Regions from separate parts of the Mus musculus genome. Here regions 1, 2, 4 and 5 are each linked to region 3. The links are chromatin contacts, called in public ChIA-PET, HiChIP or PLAC-seq and promoter capture Hi-C maps. All regions are on one chromosome and are shown on one strand. The core of a region is the stretch at or near the end of the contact, and the rest is flanking DNA. Distances in the headings are between cores, read along the strand shown.

The links. ChIA-PET counts read pairs in DNA pulled down with a chosen protein or histone mark. HiChIP or PLAC-seq counts read pairs in DNA pulled down with a chosen protein or histone mark. Capture Hi-C pulls out chosen DNA fragments and counts their contacts.
Region 1: a promoter capture Hi-C map of adipose tissue shows a contact between it and region 3. The contact joins the promoter of Tmem88b here to the promoter of Ube2j2 in region 3. A contact is called at or near these places in 3 of 115 datasets of contacts at active chromatin or transcription factors (effector CD8 T cells, embryonic stem cells and memory CD8 T cells) and 1 of 9 other capture datasets (adipose tissue).
Region 2: a contact with region 3 is called in an RNA polymerase II ChIA-PET map of effector CD8 T cells, with 19 read pairs. The contact joins the promoter of Atad3a here to the promoter of Ube2j2 in region 3. A contact is called at or near these places in 1 of 484 Hi-C or Micro-C datasets (liver), 3 of 115 datasets of contacts at active chromatin or transcription factors (effector CD8 T cells, embryonic stem cells and memory CD8 T cells) and 2 of 9 other capture datasets (adipose tissue and pancreatic islet).
Region 4: an H3K4me3 HiChIP or PLAC-seq map of the 230-238 cell line shows a contact between it and region 3, with 17 read pairs. The contact joins the enhancer-like site here to the promoter of Ube2j2 in region 3. A contact is called at or near these places in 1 of 39 promoter capture datasets (frontonasal cranial neural crest), 4 of 484 Hi-C or Micro-C datasets (brain, cumulus cells, embryonic stem cells and 1 more), 12 of 115 datasets of contacts at active chromatin or transcription factors (the 230-238 cell line, the SCID.adh cell line, bone marrow-derived macrophages and 5 more) and 2 of 9 other capture datasets (liver and pancreatic islet).
Region 5: an RNA polymerase II ChIA-PET map of effector CD8 T cells shows a contact between it and region 3, with 11 read pairs. The contact joins the promoter of Tmem240 here to the promoter of Ube2j2 in region 3. A contact is called at or near these places in 4 of 39 promoter capture datasets (cranial neural crest, liver, maxillary cranial neural crest and 1 more) and 3 of 115 datasets of contacts at active chromatin or transcription factors (the 230-238 cell line, effector CD8 T cells and memory CD8 T cells).

The regions. Positions count from the first base shown.
Region 1 is chr4:155,784,509-155,787,208 of GRCm38.p6, reverse strand. It overlaps Tmem88b (transmembrane protein 88B), which reads left to right and starts at 1,335. Exons shown (of 2, transcript NM_001033394.3): 1 at 1,335-1,870; 2 at 2,684-2,700. The coding sequence starts at 1,607.
Region 2 is chr4:155,759,847-155,762,546 of GRCm38.p6, reverse strand. It overlaps Atad3a (ATPase family, AAA domain containing 3A), which reads left to right and starts at 1,449. Exons shown (of 16, transcript NM_179203.3): 1 at 1,449-1,745. The coding sequence starts at 1,544. It overlaps Atad3aos (ATPase family, AAA domain containing 3A, opposite strand), which reads right to left and starts at 1,355. Exons shown (of 3, transcript NR_027972.1): 1 at 1,261-1,355; 2 at 770-1,162.
Region 3 is chr4:155,942,484-155,945,183 of GRCm38.p6, reverse strand. It overlaps Ube2j2 (ubiquitin-conjugating enzyme E2J 2), which reads right to left and starts at 1,371. Exons shown (of 8, transcript NM_021402.6): 1 at 1,034-1,371.
Region 4 is chr4:156,086,553-156,089,252 of GRCm38.p6, reverse strand. No RefSeq gene overlaps it. Among named protein-coding and RNA genes, the nearest start is that of 9430015G10Rik, 22 kb to the left of the region's middle. Within about 2 kb of position 1,387, at least 36 of the 459 cell types and tissues checked have an H3K27ac peak or open chromatin away from gene starts, as enhancers often do. A contact at or near this core is called in the 230-238 cell line and bone marrow-derived macrophages, where this site is marked.
Region 5 is chr4:155,733,554-155,736,253 of GRCm38.p6, reverse strand. Tmem240 (transmembrane protein 240) reads right to left here and starts at 1,450. Exons shown (of 4, transcript NM_001101506.1): 1 at 1,108-1,450; 2 at 750-856. The coding sequence starts at 1,164. It overlaps Ssu72 (Ssu72 RNA polymerase II CTD phosphatase homolog (yeast)), which reads right to left. Exons shown (of 5, transcript NM_026899.3): 5 at 2,375-2,700. The coding sequence ends at 2,680. It overlaps 1500002C15Rik (a long non-coding RNA gene), which reads left to right and starts at 1,812. Exons shown (of 2, transcript XR_001784583.2): 1 at 1,812-1,869.

The DNA of each region.
Region 1 (2,700 bases), core at 86-2,585, 160 kb after region 3:
TGAGAATATTCGTTCCTTTAAAAAACAGAAATATAGGCCGGGCAGTGGTGGCACATGCCTTTAATCCCAGCACTTGGGAGGCAGAGGCAGGTGGATTTCTGAGTTTGAGGCCAGCCTGGTCTACAAAGTGAGTTCCAGGACAGACAGGGCTATATAGAGAAACCCTGTTTCAAAAAAACAAAACAAAACAAAACAAAACAAAAACAAAAATAAATGTCAGAGCCTAGAGAAATGGCTCAGCAGTTAGGAACACTTGTTACTCTTACAGAAGACCATGGCTAGATTCTCAGCACCTACAAGGTGACTCACAACCTGTACTGACAATTTTGGAGTTTTGGTTTCCTTGAAAAACACAGAAATATTATAAGGTAGTGTTTTCATTTTGATTCTAGGCATAGGGATATGGAGCTGCTTTGGACTGTGCACAGGAGATGGCTATCATTTGTCTTGTTCTCTAACAGGTGTGATTTTGCCAGGTGCGGATAATTTCTGTGATTGTGTGATGTTTGTAATTCTGGGGACTTTTCACAGAGTATAGAAATGTTAGGGCCTTGAGAGGTGCGGTGGGTTGTTGGCTGGTTGCTGGTGGTTGTGGTTTGTTATGGGAGTTCTCTGACAACCAGAGCTGGGGCTTACCTGACTCTGTTCCCTGCCTGTAGATCCTGTTCCCCTAACTGGGCTGCCTTGTCTAGCCATAGTGGAAGAGGATATGTGTGTGTGTGTGTGTGTGTGTGTGTGTGTGTGTGTGTGTGTGTGTGTAAATTACAAGAATGTGTGCTTAGTAAGGAGATAATTTACAACACTTAAAATTTTTTGGATGTATTTATTTTACTTTATGGGTATGAACATTTTGCCCAAATGTATGTATGTATGTATGTATGTATGTATGTATGTGCACTACAAGCATCCCTAGTGCCTATGAAGACCAGAAGAGGGCTGGAGTTTTCAGTGGACTATATGCTCCCATCATCTGAAAGGCTTGTTGTATACTTCCATGATTGATTGGATTTAGTACAGAGCAACTGCAACTGCTGTTAATTAGGTATCCACTCTGTGCCGGGTACTACCTTAAGCACTACTAACTGTACAACCCTGTCATGCTGTGAATCACTCCACAACATGAAGTCACCTGGTGTCAGATAAGGGGAAGTGCAGGGGCTAGTACTGGGAAATGAGTTAATAGTTCGTCCCTAAATGGCAGCTATTGATAGAGCTTCTGTCATCGCCAAGATCTGTGAAATGAAGCCATTGTTTGGGAGAACTGGGAGATGGGCTGAGAGAAAGGAGGGCCCCAGTGCTCAGATGGGAAGAGCTCTGTAAGACCTGAGCCGAGCACATAGGCGCTGCCTGCCTTTGCCTGGTAAAGAGGCCCAACAAGGTAGCAGGGGAAACTGTGGCAGAGGTGTAGCCCTGGAGACTGATATTCAGTGCTAGATTAAACTGGATGAGAGTCTACTCTCTGATGGCGAGGATCTAGATGTGAACTGAATCTGGGGAGGGTAAAAGGCTCTCTAGTCTGGGCCTAGGGTGGTTGGAGGAGGGGGATTAGGCCTGCTGCCTACCACTGTGATCTTGGGGGAACATCCTTCAAGCCCCGCGGCACGACATGAGTGAGCAGGAAAGGGAGACAGAAGAGGATGAAGGCGTTGCCTCAGACACAGCACCCATGCTACCCCGAAGAAGGCCTACTGATTACCACATCTCAGTCCTGGCTCCTATCCTGGCCACCCGAGGCCTCGGGACCCTGGTGCTGTCTGGCCGGGCTCTAGTTGGGTTCCTGCTTCATCTGCTGCTACCTGGAACAGTCTTCCTGCTGGTGTTGCTACCAGCAGCTGCCGTTGTCTACCTGGGATTCCTGTGTCACTCAAGGGTGAGCAGTAGCCATTGGTTAGTCCCCGGGAAGTGGGGAAGTGAGAGTTCTGTGGAGGTTCAAGTCCTTGGGGTTGAAGGTGAATCTACCCCCTTCTAGCCTTGCCCCTTTGTAACCAGAGATATATGCATCCTCCTGTTATGCCAACATCCCTGCCAGCTGCAGTCAAAGAAAGTCTCTTTGTTACTCGGTGAACAGCTGTCTTGCTTCCCCCCCCCCGCCCCCCCCCCCCAGGCCTCTTAGCTTTGTACCAGGAGGTACTAGGGCCTGGTCAGTGAGGTTGATGTGGAGATAGGAAAAGAAATTGTCAGATTCACCCGTCCTCAGTGCTTCTCCACTCCTCATACTCCTCCCCCCCACCTCCTCCCCCCCACCTCCTCCCCCCCACAGCCCTTCCCTGAACCCTCTTGACCTTGGTTAGGCTTCCGCTCATCTAAGGCTTGACCTATACATAGACGACCCCTATATCCCCTTTCTGAAGCTGATAGAGAGAAACGATGCTAGCTGGGTGACAGTCCAGATGGAGCCATATCAGCTGTCAACAGGTAAGGGGCATGGAAGGAAGCTCATATGGGGACAGGAAAACTGGGTTGGGAGAGCCAGGGAGGTTCTCTGGCCTTTCCTTAAGGAATCCCCGAACACACACTCTTGGTTCTGTTCTCGCATTTCTGTCCAGGCTCCACCTCCAGGCAGGCCTCCCAGCCTTACGCTTTTCTTTCTGGACTCTGCCCTGAGCTCGGGGCCCAGGACCTCCCTCACCCCTGCGCTGCTCTGGGGCCTCCCCGCCTGACTGCACGCCTCCACTGTCCACAGGTTCATCCGGCTCCGGG
Region 2 (2,700 bases), core at 200-2,699, 180 kb after region 3:
TTATCCAGACTATCGAACTGGACTGTTAGTGTGTTTGTGAAGTGTATGGGAATGGATGGAGCTGCTGCTGTTAACCTGGGAAATGAACTGTTGATTTTCAGACAACATAGACAGGAGTTGTTCCAAAGAACCATTTCTAAACAGGTCTACCTCCCCCATATCCTTTTTCCACTATCTCTGATGGGTGGTGGGCTATAAGGAAGGTTACAGCACTCAAGAACTATCATTAATAGTAAGATTTTAAAAAATTAAAGTTTTATAAAAAATAAATACGACTAATAACATACCTTCAACTTCCTTTTTTATCATTTAAAATTGCCTTTTGTCCAGTGTTAAAAAACAGTCCAAACAATTCTGTGAACTCAACCGGTTTTATGAAAGATGCCTGGACCCAAGACGCTGACTTTGGTAAATGTGGGTTCCTAGTGACAACTGCCACTGTCCATGCTACCTTCCACTTGCCCAAAGGTTAGGTCAACCCTAGGTCCAGAGCAGGCACCTGGCTCAGCAGGCTCCCAAGGAGCGCTCACTGGCTAACAAGCACAAGCCTGGAGCACCAGCCCTCACTCTAAGTAGCTCCTGAGTGTAATGTACCCTCTGCAGGCTCTGGGAGTCGGCTTGGCTTTCTGGCTTGTACTGCAAAGCAGCAGCATGCCAATAGCCGCCGTGGGTTGCCAAAACACCAAAGAGGATCGGGCTCAAAACACCGCCTGAGCAATCGTAGCAGAATGGTGCAGGATTGTTTGTCAGAGGCGCCCAAGTCTCTGACCTAAGTAACTCTCTTATTCTTATGCACGCTTGGCTGTAGGAGCCGCTGGCCTGGAGACGCTCAAAGCAGCCACAGATATACATGAATCCGGCTCCGAGAAAGCGTGGGGTCACAGCAGGGGTGCCCGGCCGGTCGAGGGGCGCCAGGGACCCCTTCTCTAGTCCTCCCGGCTGGAGGTCTCACCCCGATTACTTCGCCCTTAGTTGCAGTGACCTGAGGCATCTCAAGTCCGGAAAAAATTAGCTCCGGGAGACCCACAGCACCTTCAGGTTTTCCCTTCCTCTTCTGTTCTTTGGGTAGGATTCACAGCAGAAGAGTTCTGACCCTCCGTGGTGTGAGTCCAGTGTCTCTGATCGTCTGTGGGCTCTGTGGCTGGGGCGTCTCCATAAATGCCTATAGCGACAGGTACAGAACGACCCCAGAGGAATAGCACCTTTGCTTAAAAAAAAAAAAAAAAAAAAAAAAGTTTTCTAGGATGAAGGCACACCCACCTCGAAAACTTTGCTCCTATTTGCCTGGTCCAGGAGCTCTGTCCAGTTCCGCCTCCTTAGAAAGCTGGGCAAATCGTGCCACCGACGCCACTGGCGTCCCTATGTCAGCGGCCAATCCGGCGGCTGAGAACGTCTTGACCCTCCTAGGTTTCCGTCGTCCAGAAGGAAGGGGTGTGGCTCGCGCCTGCGCAGTGAGTCGCGCCCGCGGCGCGTGGTGACTGCGAGGAGCCTCGCGAGTCACGCTCCGGTACGGTCCGCCGAGGGCGCGCGGAGCTTGCAGACCATGTCGTGGCTCTTCGGCATCAAGGGCCCCAAGGGCGAAGGCACAGGGCCTCCGCTGCCCTTGCCGCCCGCTCAACCCGGGGCGGAGGGCGGCGGTGACCGCGGGGCGGGAGACCGGCCATCGCCCAAGGACAAATGGAGCAACTTCGACCCGACGGGCCTGGAACGTGCGGCCAAAGCGGCTCGCGAGTTGGAGCACTCGCGTGAGTGCGCGGGCTGGGCTTGGCGGGCCGAGGCCCTGGGAAATGGGAGGTTTCTCTCGGAGGCACTAGCTGCTGCCCTTAGGACTTTGGTCCTCTTGACGTCTTAGCAGCACAGTGGTCGTTCGCAGCCGTACCTTTCAGGTGACCTGAATGGCCGCTTATGGGACATTTGGTCATAGCCGTCCTGCATTGGGGGAGACCCCGATCCTGCCACCCTCTTGCACTTGTAGCTGTCAACACGTAGGTCGTAGGAGAGACCCTGTGCCAATGTTGGCCTTACCTACTTTACTGTTGGGCTTTCTAGCTGCCTCCACGTGGTGCAGGCCAAAAGTCATAGCCAGGTCAGGCGATCCTGTGTTGTGGTAGTTAATAGCAATCTCTCACTTAAAAAGGAGAGAGTAGATGTCGTGTTTACTATTGGATGATAGCATTCCACTGTGGAACGTGAGGTGAGGGTGTCCGTAAAGGTTGATCCTCTCTGAGACAGATTTTAGCATTGATGGATCCCAAAGGCCAGGACTTTTCCCAACAAATGACACATTTTTGTTTTGATGTTGACAGTTTGTGCCAAAGTGTAATGTAAGGTGGATTTTTTTGATTATTTTGCTTTGTTTGTTCTTGTTTTTATAAAGACTGTGCAGCCCTGGCTGAGACTCCTGTAGACCAGGCTGTCAGAGAAATCACAGCTCCACCTGCCACGGCCTCCTGAGGCGTGTGTCACTATGCCTAGCTAGTTGAAATATTTTTAAGAGCCTGCAGGGGGCTGCAGAGATGGCTGAAAGGCTAAGAGCACTTGTTGCTATTGTAGTGGACCTGTGTTCAATTCTGTGCACCTATATGACAGCTCAAAACCTTCTGTAACCCCAGTTTCAGGGCATCCAAGGACTCCTCTGGCTTCTAAGGGTACCAGACATATACATACTTATATGCAGGCAAAAACTCAAATACATAAAAA
Region 3 (2,700 bases), core at 122-2,621:
TATCTTTCGTGACTCTCCTAGGGGATGGAAGGTGACAGAAGCAGCCACTCACTGGCAGCAGAAGAGTCTCTTGTCAGTCCCTCATCACCGTGCCAAGGTGGTAGTTCTTTTTCCTTTTGGACATCTCTCTCCCACAACACTCCACACAGGTTAGGTGACGGTGGGGAATTAAGACCTTGGCCTGACAGATGGTCAGAAGGGCACATGACACACCCAAGGCCAGGATTTTCAGGGAGTTTTACCTTCTCCAGGATTACTCCACGGGCTGAAGGAAGCCAGAAGCTCACAATAAACAGCCTTAGCACCACTTTCTCACACACACCGAGAACTGAACTGACGCCGAGTACAGGAAGACAATGATGTTGCAGAGGACTGACTCCAAGTTCTAGGAACCTAGACCTATCTCCGGCTGAAGATCATACGCGGGACTTTATAATGAAATACAATCCTAAAATCCTTTTTCCCCCCCCATTACACACACCTGGCCATGAATAAAGCCCTGTATCACTACTTGCAGAAAGGTACATTCTTATGCACTTGTTAGCTTACAGTGAACTCTGCTCTTTTCTCTTCCTGGTCTATCTGGATCTGATGACGTTGAGAGCTTGACTGAGGTTAAACACACAGCTAAGTGATGATGTCCACTAAGAAGGAAGTGAGGTCACTGGCTGAGAGTCCGCAGTTAGCAGAGGTGGAGAATAAGCATCGGCCGTCCTCACCCCGACCCCCGAAACGGGCCCAAGCCCCACTCTTACTGCCCAAGGTTTTGTTGCATTACCCTCAAGGGCGTAACCGCGGACACGCTCGCCCCTGTTGGGGTCTATTAAGCAGCCTGGGGTTCTAACTGATCGCGATGAAAGGGGGCCACTCAACGGCTACCACCCCACAACAAACTCACGGGATACGTTTTTTTAAAGATCAAACCTGGCTCCTCCTCGGAGTCTTCCGAGCGTCCGTGAGAGAATCCGCCGCGCGGCAAACAAAACCCCTAACCCGCCCCCGACAGGAACCCCGAGCGCCCTCAGTAACCGACCTCGGGTCCGGGCACAGCCGGCGACGTAACCAACGGGACCCGACGTGTGGCGTCCCCGCGTCCCCGCCCGCCGCTGCAGCCGGCTCCGGCGGGGCGAACGAGCGGCCCGAGGCCCCGCGCAGCCCGCGAGCGCTCACCTCTCCCTGAGGCCGCGGCCGCGTTCAGGTTCGCCGTGGTCGAGGCCAGAGCAGGGTGCGGAAGAGTGGGGCCCGCGCCGTGAGCCGCACCCGCGCTGGGACTCGGCCCACCGCACCCGCCGCAAGCAGCCTCGCCGCCGCTACCGCCGCTCAGCCTCCAAGATGGCCGCTCCGGGGACGGCCTAGGCCCGCTTCCGCTTCCGCTTCCGGTGCGCTGTCCGCGGGTGGAAGCGCTCCGCTAGGCAGCTTGGTGGAGGCTCCACTGTCAGTTCCTAGCTGGCTCAGGTCAGTCTCGGGTTTTTGGCTAATGGTTGTGTCCGGCTACTGCGCAAAGGGTTGCTGACGCGTGCGCACTAGAGAATAGCTCGGGGGAGGGGGTTGTGGCTCCTGTGTCGGGAAACTGGGCTAGACACTCCCAAGACTTCGTACTGTCTGGCCGGCACTCCAGGAACCAGTAAGTGGCTGCAGAAATCCCGCAGTGCTCCCGACCCCAAATCAGGGCCAGTCAGGGAGGCCAGCCCCAGAGAAAAGATGACCCATGAGTTCACAACGAATTAGGGCCACCGGCCACCTTCTGGCCCAGGATGCACTCTTGTCTGCTCTAAACACAGTTAAATTCCGAGCTGGAGGTTCACTCAGTTCTCCCTCGCTGCCCCTATAGCCACGAAGATCCCCGTGTACGGAGCCAATGATGGGCATAGGCGTATCCCGCACTCCAAGCCCGCGGCAGACCCCCAGCCCCGGGAACAGCCGTCCTCATAAAAAGAGTCCCTGTGTTTCCGCACCAAGTTTCCCAATCAGTTCTTGAATACCATCTTTATGCTCGAGGACATTGCTCTAAGACGGGTTTCCCCTCTCCCTCCGCCTCCTTCCTGGCCCTGGGGAGGGGAGGCGGTACAGCTTGGTCTTTTGGCCAGACTATCTGGCTGGTGCTGAGACAGGAGGCTGCCAGTAGGGATGTTCTAAATACTAGTTTGGGCCCTGACAGCTGGAGAATCTGGGCTGAGGAGGCTGATAGAGATCCAGACTTCTCCAGCTCTCCCTGCACACACTGCTGCCTCACTGTTGCATTCCTAGAATCGAATGCTAAAGTTTGTTCTTATGTTGGTGAGATAACATCACACACACACACACACACACACACACACACACACACACACACACACACCCTGCGTCCTTGACCCAGCACCTTCCCTTCATTTGCCTGTGAACTCTGTGTACAGGTTCCAGAAAGCCAAGTCAGATGTGGTAGGTGTCAGTATTCCGGGTTACAACACACTGGAAGAGAGACACTGCAGGATGAATTAAGGATTCTTAGCAGCAGGAGGCTCAGCCTTTGCAGGACTGAATCCAGAATCCACATTGCAAAGCCTATATATTGTTACACAACAGGCATTTTTAGACCCGGGCGGTGGTGGCGCATGCCTTTGATCCCAGCACTGGGAAGGCAGAGGCAGGCGGATTTCTGAGTTCAGTCTACAAGGTGAGTTCCAGGACAGCCAGGGCTACACAGAGAAACCCTGTCTTGGA
Region 4 (2,700 bases), core at 138-2,637, 140 kb before region 3:
CCTTCTATCATATGGGCCCTGGGGATTGAATTCAGGTACTCAGGCTTGGGCTCCAGCTACCTTTATAGGTTGAGCCCATTTTAAAGATTCAATACAACTCTTATCTCACAAATGGTAACTTCCATTGTCACCAGGTAGTCTACACTTCAGTTCCTAGTGCTTCATGATAATTGATATCAAGAAGGACCAAGCTACCTGCTGCACCCCTTTGGACTGCAAGAAAGTTGCTCAAGAGTTTAGATCATCAATGTGTAAAACTATAAATACTATGAGCAGGTGGATTGTGTGCTAGGAGTAAAAGAATGTCTCAGTAACTTAGTGGAGGAAATGTGATTACCTCAGCTGATGCAGAAAGGGCTTTAACTAGGGACTAGAGAAATGGCTCCGTGGTTAAACGTATGTACTGCTTTTTGTAGAGGATCAATTTTTGATTCCTAGCACCTACACTGAGCAACTCACAACTGCCTATAACTTCACCTCCTGGGGCATCCAATTCCTCTGGCTTCTGGCAGCCCCAGCATTCGCATGCACATACTCTTGAGGGCACCAGCATGCATACGTACATACCAACACAGACACAATTAAAAATAAAGAAAAACTTTTAAAAAAAGTTTTGAATAATTTTGAACCAGATTAGGGTGTGAAATCAACAGGTAGAGTGCTACCTAGTCCACATGAAGCCCTGGATTTTATCCCCAGCATCACAGAAACCAGACATAATAACAGACTATGATCTCAGCAATCTGAAGATGGGGAGAGGATTAACAAGGAGTTCAGTGTCAAAATGTGCTACATGAGATCCTGTCCAGAAAAGGAGGAGGTGGAGGAGGACAGAAATCTAACTTAAGTAAACCAGGGATAGAAGAAAAGCATACTGACGTGGTAAAGTTTACCAGCTAAGCCCCATAGCACACATAAATTGACACCAAAGTTAGTGTATTCTCTTGAAGGTTTGGGTCCAGTGTTCCCACATACATCAGCAGCTGCTGCTCAACACAGCATTGGGTGCTGCTGCCCACACAACAAGCAAGGAAAACACAAGAGATGGTTATAAGACCGACTCCTTTTTCTAGAAAAACCATATAGTTGATGAGGAAGCAATTATATAAAGGTTGCCGAATAGAAGACAAATCTACATGGTTAGTAGTGCGCTTACAAGCACGTGCTTGGCACATGCAAGGTCCCAGATTCAATATTAATCACCAAAACCAAACAAAGCCCAGCAACAATTAAAATAGGACAAATCTACAAAAATCAACAATATTACCTTGAAAATATCATGTAAAATGAAATGGGCCCAACACAAAAAATGTCAAACCTTATGATCTATAGGCATGCTGTCTCTGGAGCAATATTCAGTGTGGGGGGTGCTCTTATGCAGTAATGATTGCATAAGAGGTGAGTATGCTTAATGCTGTCTTAAAATATCTGTTTTAAAATAGTTTAAATTGTACATTTTGTTATTCTTTACCATGATTTAAAAAAAAAATCAACATTATTAAGGAAGCCAAACATACTGTTGGGAATGATAGCAGGCACCTTTAATCCCCGCCTTCTGGAGTCAGAGACACGCTCTGTATGTTTAAGACCCAACCTGGTTTACATAGGGAACTCCAGGCCAGCCAAGCCTCTGTAGCGAGACTCTCCCTCTCTTCCTCTTTCCCTCCCGTCCCCCTCCCCCTACTCTCTCTCTCAGAGGAGGAAGAAGAGAAAAGAAGAAGCAGTTTCATAGTATGTGATTCCATTTACATAAAATGTCGAGGACAGGTAAATCTATAGAAATAGAAAGCAGATGGGAGCTAGACCAAGGAAGTACAAAGTCTCCAGGAAGTACAAACACAATAACATTCTAATGACAGGTGAAATGGTGTTTCCCAGGCTGGTAAACATCAAGGCACACACTTTTAAATGGTTAGTTTAGAGTAAATTTCACCTCTTCTTTTTAAAAATTCATTTCTTTTTTTGAGTCAGGCTGTATCCCAGGCTGGTGTTAGATTTTTTAATTCTTGGCTTCAGCCTTTCAAATGCAGGGATTACAGGCTTGTGCCACCACATCCAACTTTTCTTTCTTTCTTTCTTTCTTTCTTTCTTTCTTTCTTTCTTTCTTTCTTTCTTTCTTTTTCTTCTTCTCCTCCTCCTCCTCCTCCTGCTCCCTTCTCCCTCCCTTCTCCCTTTCTCCCTTCTCCCTTCTTCTCCCTTCTTCTTCTCTCTTCTTTTCCCTTCTTCTTTTCCCTTCTCCCTTCTTCTCCCTTCTCCCTTTCCTCCTCCTCCTCCTCCTCCTCCTCCTCCTCCTCCTCCTCCTCCTCCTCTTCCTTCTTTTTTGGTTTTTCAAAATGGGTTTCTCAAGCCGGGCATGGTGGCACACACCTTTAATCCCAGCACTCGGGAGGCAGAGGCAGGCAGATTTCTGAGTTTGAGGCCAGCCTGGTCTACAAAGTGAGTTCCAGGACAGCCAGGACTATACAGAGAAACTTTGTCTCGAAAAAAACAAAAACAAAAGAAAGATAGGGTTGGAACTCACTCTGTAGACCAGGGTAGCTTCAAACTCAGAGAATGACCTGTCTTTGCCTCTCTAGTTCTGGGCTTAAAGATGTGCACCACCATCTCCTGACTTACCTCAATTTTTAATAGAAAAAAAACACAACATCAACAAAATTAGATAGTATTTTCAACATCAGCAATAACTAATTAGAAAAAAAT
Region 5 (2,700 bases), core at 201-2,700, 210 kb after region 3:
ACGGTTATCGCATGAGGGCATCTCTGGAATGAGTGCATGCGGATGTTCGAGTGCGCTGTGTACGCACATGTATATGCACAGACAGTACACACATGCGCGGCTCATGAGAAGATGTTTATTTCATACATGGACATACAAACATGCAAGGCCAGAAGACTTCATCACTACACATGCACAGAAGGGGAGGTCCCTGAAGGGTGTGGTGGGTCTCATTGTGACCTTGAGCAAACCCCAGCGTAGCTACTTCAGCTCCTCCCCTGCACAATAGTCATCAGTTGTGGCAGGTGTTCCTCAAGGTAGGCCCTTCCTATCTTGACCTCCTGCTCTTGCCTGCCATGGCCACAGTAGGCCCAGGAGGAAGACTTGGGTCGGAGGCAAGACTACTGCCCCAGGCTTAACCAGCTTCCTGGCTTCCACTGTGGACACTACTCAAGGATGCTGCTCTCAGGCCTCCGGGCCCTGGACCAGGAGGCTCCTTGGCCCATAATGCCACCACCAGGCAGCCTTTTCTCTAAAGGAACTGGAGGAAGGAGTTCCTAACAGACTCAGTCATGCTTCCTTTCCCAGGGAGCGGCTGGCTGACCTAGGGTTCCCGTTAGCCACCCCTCCCCCAGCACCTGGCGGGCAGAAGCGGCCCCCATCATCCAGCCAGGCTCTGCGGCCCAGCCTGCTCCGGGCTCACCGGCCAAGTGGGGCCCGCTGCACAAGTGTGATCACGCGTGTAGTGCCTAGAGCCGGGGCGCACTCACCGGCCACAGTTGCAGTGGCAGACGCGGTCCTCGCCCCGCAGGTGCGGGAGGATGTAGTTATGGAATCGGTCCAGCAGCGCGTTCATGTCCATCAAGCACGCGATGGCCTGGAAGAGCCCATGACCGGTCAGGGCGAGGAGTGGGCCGGGCCGAAAGGGGTGCCAAGGGGGAGTACTAGACTGCAGGGGTGGGTGGGTGGGTGGGGAAACGCAGGGCAACCAGGGCGAGGGCAGCGCAAGATCGCAGCGAGGGCAGCGCAGGCCGCACGGGCCGGTAAACAAGGAAGCGAGGTGGGGTAGGCGCGCGCGCGGGCGGGCGGCAGAAGCAGGGGGCGCGCGCGGGAAGCCCCTCCGCTCACCATCACGATCGACGCCCCCAGAATCATGAAGATCATGGTGTTCGCACTCATGGACATCGGGCGGGGCCGGGCCGGGCCGGAGCGCCGCCCCCCGGCCCCGGTGCCCCTCCCGGCCCCGGCCCGATGCTTAGCCCGCGCCGCCTCCGCAGAGGTCAGCGCTCGCGCGCCGGGCCGCCGCGGACCCCGGGGGCAGGCGCGGGCACAGGCAGCCGAGATGTGGGGGCTGACGTGGGGTCGCTCGCCTGTCGCCCGTTGCTGGCAGCCCTCCGCTCCGCCCTCCGGTGCTCCCTGCGCCCGGCTCCCTGCGGTCTGCGCGGCGGCCCCCTCCCTCCTCCCTCTTCCCTCCTCCAGGCTTCTCCCTCCCTCCTTTTCTTCTTCACTATCTCCTCCCTCCTCCTCCTGCCTCCGCCTCCGGGGAGGGACTTCGCCGCCCCGCGCCAGCATCCAGGGGCGAGGTTCTCCACTCCTGTCCCTGTGACGCAGCCCGAGACCCCTCCCCTCCGGCCTCGGCTCCACATTGTGCCCCATGTCATCAGCCTTGGCTCCGGTCTCCCTGCCCAGTGCCGCGCTGGACTGGGCCTTGGCCTGGACCAGGTGGTCGTTTCTGCTCTACTTCCCCAAGTAAGGCCCCTCCTTCTGGTTCTCCGGGTTCCAGAGAGGGACAGGAAGTGTCAGCACCCGCCTCCTCCAGCAAGAAAGTGCCATCAGAGGAGGGGCCTGGAAAGTCAGAGGAACCAGGGACTAATGACTACATGAGCAGAGGTAGGAGGGCAGGAGGGTAGGCGATACGGATGCGATGCGGAATGGGCCAAGTATGCCATAAAGATCGTGGCAGTTGTGGGAAAGACTAGGCGATTTCTGAGGAGGAAGGGGTGCTGGAACAGCTGCCAGCGTCTATGATCCTCTTGTGGCTGCCGGTCATGCTGGGATTGAGTCCCAAGCCCTGTGCTGGCCACAGAGCTGACAACAGAAGAACCAACCCTGCCCTGTGTTGGAAAGCAGGAAGAGGACAGCTGACCTCCAGCCCCCCAAGTCCAGACCCCACTGTATCTGAAGGTTCCAACAGGAGTTCAGTTATATCAGCTCACACAGGCCCTGAGCTGTTAAGGCACCAGGGTCCGGCCCTACTTCTCAGAAGGGTGCTCTCAGGTTTATCACAGGGTTGGACTCAATGGCCGAGTAGTCTCTTCCTCAGCAGGGAGTCAGGCCAGGAATTCAGGACAAACCAAAGACTTCTAGCAGCACCTATTTTGTGGCAATTCCAAGGTTTTTTTTCCCCTTAATAAGACAGCCTGTTGCTTTATTTAGGTTTCTGTACAATTCAGCAGTGGAGAGAAAAGGGCCAACAACAGACACTTGCTGTAGGCTGTAGAGTAAACCATCTTTATTTCTTTTGGTTAAAAACAATGGATTTGAATCTGGCATTTCTGCGTACGTCTCATTCCATATGTACAGTACATTGATGATGTACACCTAGCAGTAAAAACAAATATCTGAAAGGAAAACACACTGAAAAAGTGGCTTCAACAAAGGTGGCTGTGCAGGGCAGGCCATGCACCGAGCACAGGAGGCTCAGTAGAAGCAGACAGTATG